Regions from separate parts of the Zea mays genome. Here regions 2 and 3 are each linked to region 1. The links are chromatin contacts, called in public Hi-C maps. All regions are on one chromosome and are shown on one strand. Each heading gives the region's core, a stretch centred on a gene start, on an enhancer-like site or on the middle of the called end of the contact. The rest is flanking DNA. Distances are from core to core; before and after follow the strand shown. Region 1 holds the start of LOC100101542 (putative growth-regulating factor 1). Region 2 holds the start of LOC100280401. Region 3 holds the start of LOC103633115 (probable plastid-lipid-associated protein 12, chloroplastic).

Region 1 (3,392 bases), core at 296-2,795:
AGGGCAACTTCAGATGAGATCAATATAACTAATTTACTGTACCATCCTACAAATCACTACCACGAATACCTAGCGAACAACCTGGGAAAGTCCACAAAAAAAAAAAACAGAAATTCATAAGAGCATACAGATATGACGACACAGGTTTGAAGCATACAAGTAGGGTACTTCTGGGCGCCTTCAGAGGATGCACCGGTCACACTCTTCCATACCGGGAAGACGAGGTGAGTAGGCACAGGTACTCGGGCAGCCATGTACTGGTACACCCGGGACTGCTGCTCTAGCTCCTGAAGCTGCATGGCTGTGAATGCTGCTCCAGCACCATCAGGGATCGATGCCACAAGCGCTTTCATTTCTTCCTGGAGTGCTGCGGTTGCTGCAGCTGTAACCAGGGAGAGGGAGAGAGAAAAAAAACTCAGATACGCTCAGCCAAAAGCTTCGGGCCAAATAAAAATAAATCCTCAATTCGTAAATGCATGCACGAGACGAGTACTTAATTCCACGCAGAGAGCACAAGAAACAGGCAGAACAAAAGGTTGCATATAACTAAATGAGCTCCAATTTCATGTTCACTGTATCGTGGAAAAATAGCATAACAACAAAGAGGTGAGAGGAAGGAAGGCCTTCTGATGAGTACAAAGTCAAACGATTGTAATAAAGGACTTATAGAACAAAACAAATCATACTTTTCTGAAGCCTTCAACAGTTCAATCCTCTGAGTAACTAACTATAAGGGCTAGCAGATTAGTACAAAAGCAATAACTGAACTCAATATCTGATCCTTTGCATGTATTCTCAGCAAAAGGACAAAGCTATTAACAGAACCCGAACCCCTCAGAAAGGTGCTCCTCAATGTTTAAAAGGAACAATGGATACAGTGAACGAACAAAAAAACTGCTTTACAGGCAGAAATAAACGGCTACACAAGTACAATTAACTGGCAAGTAAAGCTACCAACAGTCCAACTGCCAAAACAATACTTTCTTCGATTTTTTTAATTCTGTTTCTGGGCACCTGTTCTGTTAAGAAGGCAAAAGACGTCAAAGAAGCAGCACTACTGAAGTCTGAATCCATGCATCTGACAGCTGAGACACTAGCGGCCGGCAACAGGGGCAGCTAGTACTACTAGAGCCATGACCGAAGAGAGAAAGAGAGAGTCAGCCAGAACGGGCGCCGTACCTTCCTCCGGATCCTCGACGGCGAGGACCTCCGGATCCTCGACCAGGACCAGATCTCTGCACGCGCCGTCGTCCTTCTCCCCCGCGCCGCCCTGCACCTCTCGATCCGCCTTGTCCCGCTCCTGCTCTTGTCCCGTCCCCTGCACTGCAGCCTCCTGCGCCACTTCCCCCTGTGCCGGCGCCGGCGCCGGCGCAGCCTGCTGGTGCTGGGGGTTATCCCCTCCGCCACCGGCCGACGGGTTCTTGGCCTCCCCCTCCGCCGTCATGGTCGCACCAAAACGGCGGCGCGAGGAAGGGGTGGGGGAAAGGTATCTTTGGGCGCGGATCGAGACGGCGGTGGACGGAGAGACAGGTGATACGGCGCTCTCGCTTTGACGGGCGGGGGTAGGGGGAGGGACTAGGGAGGAGAGGGGCGTGCAGAGCAGAGCGGGGAAAAAGGGCCTGGGCGTAGGGCCACTGGTGTTTTTATCAGGTGCGGTGCGGTGCGGCCTTCGGGGCACGGGAAACGCACGAAGCTAAATTGCTAGGCGCACGCCGAAGGGTGGGTCTGAGACAGTATGGCTGCTTGATTTTGGGCATATAAATGGTGGGCCATGGGAGCATTGCAGCTCTGGCATGGGAGTGTGGGAATGGTATGGTTTTAAAAAGACAGGCTTTCTATTTCTGGAGGTGCTATGTGTGATTCTTTTGCTAGTGCAATCAGCCACATCGCATTAGATTAGATTTGTTTAATTGTTTGTTTGAGCTCCAACTGTGAGAATGGAGGCTGTATGAGTTTCTTCGGCCTCTATTTTCTGTTTCTCGGACTGAAACAATCATGCATAACTTCTTTTTAACAATCATGGATGATTCTTATACCTCTAACTGCCTGCTTCATTAAAATCCATAGATCTTGCTACAGATTCATCAAATTGATGGACCACAAGTTAGTGGAGATGAGAACAATTATCCACATCATCACTGGTTACATACAAAATAATAATTTACTAAATAAATTTTCGTGCGTCGCTATGGAGTGAAAATATTTGAAAATGTTGATAGAAAAGACATATAGATAACTCTATTTCGTCATACAATTGATACAAAAGTAGCGGTTAAATTGCCAATGACATGTGATGCTAAGCATCACCCCTCTAGGAGATGTCCAAATCTCAGAATTGCCTCGTATGAAATATCGGAAGGTGTAGACTGGATTATAGGCTTTTAGAACATAATTGTTGTATTTGTGTATGTTCACTGACTCAACATTTCCAATTAAAATAAACCGAAGTAGCAGCAAAGGTGCAAAGAGCCATCCAATTTTGTCCTGTAGTGTTGCATCTATAATAAGCCAATTAATATGAACATTGCGACAATTACAACCACATCTGTCAGATATTACACCAATCAGTATAGGTAAAGTAAGTTATACTCCTCATCAGACTATGAAAAATAGTACACCAGATTCAACAATGAAAACAATATAACCATACAGAGAAGGAAAAAAATACATGTATCTCATATTCTGATTCTGAACCTTATTCACTTGCTACAGAAGAACTGCATACAACATATAAAACTACAACTTAGATTGCAGTTGCATTAGGTTTACTCATAAACTATTATTCTGAATACATCAGATTGCAGGAGTAAGGATCCTATCTCCAATGGCAGTGAGGGGGTTGGCTGCCTCGGCGACCTCGATGACGACATTGGTGGTGCCAGGCAGCTCGAGCGGCCACGCGTCGAGCGTGATCTTGACGGTGTCGAAGATGTCGAGATCGTGCAGCCGCACAGTAGAGACACTGGCGGCGCAGAGCAGCTCGGCGACCTCTGCCTCGATGAGATCGTCCTACGTCCCGGTGTTTCCCTTGATGATCACGACGTGGACGCGGATGTCCACAGGGTCCGATGACAACCACCGTTGCACGAACTACATCCGCTCTCGCTCTGCCACCGAGAGAAATGTTTTCACTGCTGCTGCAATTAATCAGGTAGTTTGCACTTAATTCAATGGCGACGGTTTGAGCTCTAGTACAGGTAGGAGAAGAATGATCTATCAAAACAATAAAGAGACAAATCAACATAGGTTCTATATAACTTGAATAAAAAGGTAAAATGATCAGATATTCTTGGGGAAATGCTGATGACACATACAAATATCTAGAAACAAGTTAGATGCAAACAAATTAATAACTTTATAAGCATAGGTCCAGTGAAAATTTAGTGAATATT
Region 2 (3,392 bases), core at 667-3,166, 240 kb before region 1:
CTTACCATTACCCACAATCGATTTGATACCCATATGGGCAGCTTGTACAGCCCAGGGCACCCCTTCCTAAAAAGGGGATGCACAAACACCAAGTCAGCAAAGGACATTAGGATTTTTTGTTCTGTACTTGGAGTCTATTATCTTAACCCAAATAGAGTTTGACTTCAAATTGTATCTAAATATCCAAGCATAAAGCAGAGACAGATTAAGACTCCTTAGATCAGGATTCCCTAGTCCACTAAAGCCCTTTTTTCTGGGCAACCAATTGCCAGTTTACTAAGTGGTATTTGTGCCTATCCTCATTATCATTCCATAGAAAGTGCCCCATCTGTGAATTAATCATGTCAGCAGCCCATTTAGGGACATTTTATAATGTAAAGCAAATAAATAGGAATGCTTGAAAGACATGCTCTTAAAAGAGTAAGTCTGCCAGCATAGGGCAAAAGTCCCCCTCTCCATCCAGCTATTCTCTTATCTATCACAGGTTGTAAATCAGCTCTCTTCAATTTAGTAAAGTGAAGAGGCACACCGAGGTATTTGATTGAGAAACCCCCTTGTTTGCAACAAAACACTTCTGCAAAACTATTAGCATTATCTGAATCCAAACCAATGGTAAGAAGATCGCTCTTGTCATAATTGATCTTCATCCCTGATATCTGTTCAAAAAAAGATTAACAGCCATCTCAAAGTCTTAGCCTTTTCTAGATTATTTCTAAGAAGAAAAGAGTGTCATCTGCATAATGCAGAGTGGTCACACCACCTCCCATGACCTGAGGAAGAAGCCCAGAAATCAAGTCCTGTGTAGCTGCTTTCTTGAGCATCCTGGTAAAGCTATCAGCTACTAGGTTCAAAAGAAGGGAGATAAAGGGTCTCCTTGCCTAAGACCTTTTCCAGGTATAAAAATGACACTATCCATATCATTTATTCTCACACAAAAAGATTCACCCTGTACCAGACTCGATCCATCTAATCCACTTGGGGCTAAAGCCCCTAGACTGGAGCATGTCCTCCAGAAAATTCCAACTGACCCTATCATAAGCCTTTTAGTAGTCCAACTTAAGAATGACCCCAGCTTCTTTTTGCTTCATGAATAATTTCATGTGCTGCTACCACACCCTTAAGAATGTATCTGCTTTTATAAAAGTTGCTTGATTTGAAACATTCAGCCTATCAGCTACCACAATCAGTCTGTTATTAAGCAATTTAGCAAACAGTGTAAAGCTAAAAATTAATAAGGCTGATAGGTCTAAATTAAAAATCTAAATAAACTTGGTTTCTTGGACTCTTACAGCCCAGGTTCAAGATCAAAGGAACATGGTCACTGACAGCCCTAGATCTGACAAGAGACAAAGGCAAGAGGATATTGTTGGTCAAAAGCAGTGTTACAAAACACTTTATCCAGGGCAGCAAACACATGATGTTATTGATTATTGGTCCAAGTAAAAGACCTAGAGGAATTTTGCGCATTGCAGCTTCCTTCCTTGGTTTCTGGTCTGTGGTTCTGTAAATTTTGCAGACTCTTTTGTTCGATTCTATCGAAACTGTTAGCAAACTGGACCTTCCATGTGGGCCCATGTAATAAGCCCATATCTCTTCACTGACATTGGAAATAGCAATACCATTGAAATTTGTTGCGCTGTGAGATTTCCTTGGCTGTTGCGTTGGTTGTAATACACTAATACCTGTGTAGGAAGTGCCTCAAGCGATGATACAGACACAGGTTGAGCCAATAATAATATCATGAACAAAACACCAAAGTCTTCTTGAGCAGAGGAGGATGAAAGTGACGTGGACGGTTGGGTTAGGTGATGCTTACCTTTCTGGTTTCCTAGAGGCTCTCAAGGACAGGTTGTGATGTCTCTCCATCCTTTTAGTTCCTTGCTTCGTCTCTACTCCCAAACCCAAACCTGATTAATGCCTCGCCTCCATTCCGTACTCTCCTGCTGAAGCTTTTTTCTCTGAAACTAGTATATCCCCCATCTGTTTGGTCCCGACGATTTTCCGCTTTGGGAGCACCACCAAGCTCTTCCAGCTTGCAGGGCTGGAGTCTTTGCCAGGGACAGCAATGGTGCCGACGCATGGCGATACAGCCGGACCGAGCTCCAGCCAGGATGACCCGGCAGCCAGCGTGAAGAAGCGCAACAGCAACAGGCCTCAGTGTAATCGAATCTCTCCTCTGATAAAGAAGCAGAATTCTGTTAATTATTTCTTTATTTCTCCAGCCTGGTTTTTAGTGAATTTGAGGGCTGGGGCTTTTGCACCATAATCAGAATTCGATGTGCTTCGAACCAGAACAAAAAGAAAAAAAAAACTCTCTCTTTCCAAGATTAGGCGATGGTGAATTCATGAAGTTTTTTTTTTAAAAAATGAGGCGATTCATAAAGCCGAAGTAACCTAAACTAATTTATACGATGCTGTTATCTTTGTGGTTTAAATTTGAAACAAGGAGTGGTTGTTATGTATATGATGACTGTATTGTGTTGACTTTGAAGATCATCCGTTTACTCAGCAACAGCTTCCAGCTTGCAAGCCTATACTTGCGCCTCAGACGGTAAGTTTGACTGCCTGCCTATTAACCGTATCTCATTTTCGTTGAGTTATTTCTCAGTGTTTAGAGATTATAAGAATACAGGATGGTGACTATTGCAACTAACCCTGGGCGACGCAATCAGGTCATCCCTGTACTCCTGTTTGTGGGCGTAGTTTTTATCGTGATTGGCCTTGGCTGCATTGCAGCCTCAAACAGGGTAAGTTCGAGCTGTGTGGTGTGTGCGTTATACTGCATATATATAAACCTCAAACCTGATCCCCGGTTCTGAAACCCAAGTTTCCTGCGATTTTCTTGCTTCCAAATAGGTGGTTGAAGTGGTCTATGAGTATGAGACTTCATGCATACCAAGACACATGCTTGGCAACAAAGTCGCCTATATCCAAAACCCATCTATAGATAAGACATGCACATGGATTCTCAAGGTAAACGGTTATCATCAACCAATAAAAAGTGAAAAAAAAGGATTCGAGACATTTTTTTCTTTGCTGTTGTTAGTTGAAGGAGGACAAGGTGACTAATGCTCTTCTCTTTGTAGGTTCCTAGGGATATGAAGCACCCAATCTACGTATATTACCAGCTTGACAAGTTCTACCAGAACCACAGGAGGTAAAAGCTAACGTGGCGTACATTTCCAGTACTGGGTTCCATAGATAGAGACGGCCAAGACCGATGCTCTCGCCTCTGAGCTGAAGAACACGTACATGTCGGGAATGAAAAACCATGCACAGGTACGTGAAGAGCCGCAGCGACAAGCAGCTGAGAGATCCCAAGGAGGCCAACAGCACGCAGCAGTACTGCAAGCCCGAAGCTACCACCGAGCACGGGAGCGCCGTCGTCCCCT
Region 3 (3,392 bases), core at 336-2,835, 210 kb after region 1:
AGCTTCTCCACAAAGTCACAGGAAGTTCTCTTTGACCCATGATTTGAATCGATTTTGCATGTAAAGTTTCACATTCCATCGGTGAATGCGATAGGTGACTCCTCACTTTGCTATCAGCTCCAACGCCCACGAAACAGGATCATTCGGTGAGGCAATACAACAAACAGGTGGCTGGCACACATGGGTATCACACGATACATGCACTGGAGCATGAAGGACTCACCGGAAAGGCCATCACAGCGGTGTCTGCCTCCAACCACGCCTAGAGGTCGCCGTAGAACTAGTACTGGTCGACATCGCCTCCTCCCAGTACGCCTCTGGTCGTGCCTAGACATCGTCGTAGAGGGAGAGGGAAGAGGCATGGCTGGTTCCTCCCAACAAGCGCGGTCGAAGCAAGAATCCCCTCCTCCCCCTTCTCGTCTTCCTACCGACTCCCACGCAGAAACGACTCGCGGTTCCTCGCCGCACTCTCCCTTGAGAAAAAAACCTTTGAAGGAGGTTTCGATCGTGAAACCGCCTAGGGCCCGCCCTGCAAATGCATGGCAGTGAGCTTTATGGCCAATGAGGTGTCAGACCTGTGCATCGGCAAGCCGACCGTGAGGTCGCTCCAGAGGCGGAGGAGGTGAGCGAGGCGACGACGAAGAGAAGAGGCCGGAGGCATGGACGTGTGGAGGTGAGGAGCCCAGCGACTTGGTGAGCAGGGGGCTAGGGCGCAACTGGAGCGAGGCGGGGGGCACGCGCGAGCGGTGGTGGCGGCCGAGCGCGAGCTAGGGCTAAGCGATTGCGAGGCTAGCGAGCGATGTAGACGTGAGAGGCAGGATTTCGGCGAGACGAACGACGTGGCGCACGAAAAGCTCGGCGAGGAGAGCGGGCAGGCGGTTGTCACGGTGGGGAAGGGGCGTAGGCTGTTACAGCGGGGCATCACGAGAGAGGCGGGGTCGGAGGGCGGAGGCACGACGTAGGTGTGGACGCCCCACGTTTCTATCTTAAGGAGTAGTATATAGATTATGATGGAAGAGTAATATAGTAAAATATCACTTTGTAATCATAAATAAGCTAATATAAACTAGTATTTGTATCTTATTTTAATTTATTTGTAATATTAAAGTGATATTTTATCCTCCCATTTTTTTCACCGTAATTTAACTTATATAACGTAGCAGAAGGAACAAACGGGCCTTAAGGCTGGCTCCAGCAAGATCTCCTTAAGCCTCCTGTACTCTAAATATAGATGACGAAACGGTTCTCTACGCTCTCCAGCAGCGTCCTCTAAACAGTCCTCTAAATTTAGAGGACGCTGCTGGATTCTCTATATATAGAGTTTCTCTAAACGGTCCTCTATCCATTTGAATACTTTAAATAACCGGTTTAGCAAAACTAAAACTTATACAATACATTTAAGAGTATGACAAATACGTATGTACAAAAATAAAAAATAAAAAATGTCTCTAATATAGATATTTGCGTATAGAGAACGTGATTTAGAGGACGTTGTTGGAGAGGAAGAAGATATAGAGGATAAAATCTTTTAGAGAAGACTGTAAAGGACGGATATAGAGAATACATATAGAGGACGTTGCTGGAGACAGCCTAACAATTCAATAGATCAACACGCGCGAGAGGCGCGAACGAGAGGCGCTTCCCACCGGGCACTCCTCCACCAGGCGTGAGAGGCGCTAACGAGAGCCACAAACTCTGCTCCGCGTGCACGCCGCGCTCCATGGCCGCCGCCCCAGCAGCAGCCGGAGGCCTTATGCAGCTCCAGCCTCCGCTATGCGTGTCGCCTCGCGCCAGCGCTTCTTGCGCACCAAGCATCTGGGGGGCCCTGCCCCAGCTTCGCCGCCGCCGGGCCCTGGCGCGCGCGGCGTCGTCGGTAGCGGCCGGGGAGGCTGAGGCGTACACGGAACCCGAGCTGGTGTTGCTGGAGGCCCTCCTCGGCATCCAGGGCCGCGGCCGCGCCGTCGCTCCGCGCCAGCTCCAGGCAAGGGACCCGCGATTCACTAGATTTCTGCCGAGCGCACCACGTGCTCGCGCTGACATGTAGGTGGGCGTGGCACTGGAGACTGACGCCCTTTTGTGGTGGTTGCCTGGTTGCAGGAAGTGGAGAGCGCTGTGCAGGCTCTCGAGACCCAGGGAGGCATTCCTGATCCGGTGCGATTATAATCTTATCAGCTTACCCGTGATACTGCTTAATTAGTGAAGTCAACTGTCAAAGATGAATGTTTCAGGTGCCGATTAACAAATGGGTTGATTAGGGGGTGTTTGAATGCACTAGAACTAATAGTTAGTTGACTAAAAATTATTAGTGGAATTAGGCACTGTTCCAATCTCGCGAGATAAACTTTAGCAGCTTTTTTTTAGCTACTTTTAGCCCTTTATAATCTAAACAGGAGAGCTAATGGTGGTAATTGAAGCTAAACTTTAGCACTTCAATTCATATAGCTAAAGTTTAGCAGGAAGCTAAAGTTTATCCCGTGAGATTGAAACGGGGCCTTAGCTAGCTAACAAATAACTACCTAAGGCCCTGTTCCAATCTCGCGAGATAAACTTTAGCAGCTTTTTTTAGCTACTTTTAGCCATTTATAATCTAAACAGGAGAGCTAATGGTGGTAATTGAAGCTAAACTTTAGCACTTCAATTCATATAGCTAAAGTTTAGCAGGAAGCTAAAGTTTATCCCGTGAGATTGAAACGGGGCCTAACTATTAACTAGTTTACCAAAAATAGATAATAGTTGAACAATTAGATAGGGTGTTTGATGTCTCAACTAAGGCCCTGTTCCAATCCCGTGAGATAAACTTTAGCAGCTTTTTTTTAGCTACTTTTAGCCATTTGTAATCTAAACATGAGAGCTAATGGTGATAATTGAAACTAAACTTTAGCACTTCAATTCATATAACTAAAGTTTAGCCGGAAGCTAAAGCTTATCCCGTGAGATTGAAACGGGGCCTAATTTTAGCCACTAACTATTAGCTCTATTGCATCCAAACACCCCCTTAAATCTTCCATATTTAACTTGAAGCCGACTGAACAGAGTCTGCTGAGGTTTGAACTAGCGGGTTTGCTGTCTTAACAGCGATAACATGCTGGAGCCAAAGATTCCTACTTTGGAGATTGATTAGAGCTCGTATCATCGTATGGTCTATCCTTGCACATAATAAACCAGTTAACATCATGTAGTTAAGGTTACAGACTCCACATTACTGAATGACACTATTGCTCCTTTTGGTAGAATTTATTTGACTTGACAATGAATATATGGAACAGCTAAGCTCTAATTCTGGTGAGGTATTGCATTGATTTAGAATTCAAGATAAGTGACTCAGGGAGTTCTTATTTTAGGGGAAAAACTCAAAACTCTGTTACCATATGTGCACCCAACAAAGCTCAAAA

The links. A called contact is a pair of places that touch in the nucleus more often than the background predicts.
Region 2: a contact with region 1 is called in a Hi-C map of leaf, with 5 times the contacts expected there. The contact joins the promoter of LOC100280401 here to the promoter of LOC100101542 in region 1. A contact is called at or near these places in 4 of 25 Hi-C or Micro-C datasets (ear, leaf, leaf mesophyll and 1 more).
Region 3: a Hi-C map of leaf shows a contact between it and region 1, with 6 times the contacts expected there. The contact joins the promoter of LOC103633115 here to the promoter of LOC100101542 in region 1. A contact is called at or near these places in 5 of 25 Hi-C or Micro-C datasets (bundle sheath, ear, leaf and 1 more).

The regions. Positions count from the first base shown.
Region 1 is chr7:151,119,949-151,123,340 of Zm-B73-REFERENCE-NAM-5.0, reverse strand. It overlaps LOC100101542 (putative growth-regulating factor 1), which reads right to left and starts at 1,545. Exons shown (of 3, transcript NM_001112558.1): 1 at 1,180-1,545; 2 at 158-382. The coding sequence starts at 1,444.
Region 2 is chr7:151,358,327-151,361,718 of Zm-B73-REFERENCE-NAM-5.0, reverse strand. LOC100280401 reads left to right here and starts at 1,916. Exons shown (of 8, transcript NM_001153324.1): 1 at 1,916-2,159; 2 at 2,493-2,551; 3 at 2,673-2,747; 4 at 2,857-2,973; 5 at 3,087-3,157; 6 at 3,280-3,392. The coding sequence starts at 2,066.
Region 3 is chr7:150,906,210-150,909,601 of Zm-B73-REFERENCE-NAM-5.0, reverse strand. It overlaps LOC103633115 (probable plastid-lipid-associated protein 12, chloroplastic), which reads left to right and starts at 1,585. Exons shown (of 11, transcript XM_008654793.4): 1 at 1,585-1,981; 2 at 2,098-2,151. The coding sequence starts at 1,721.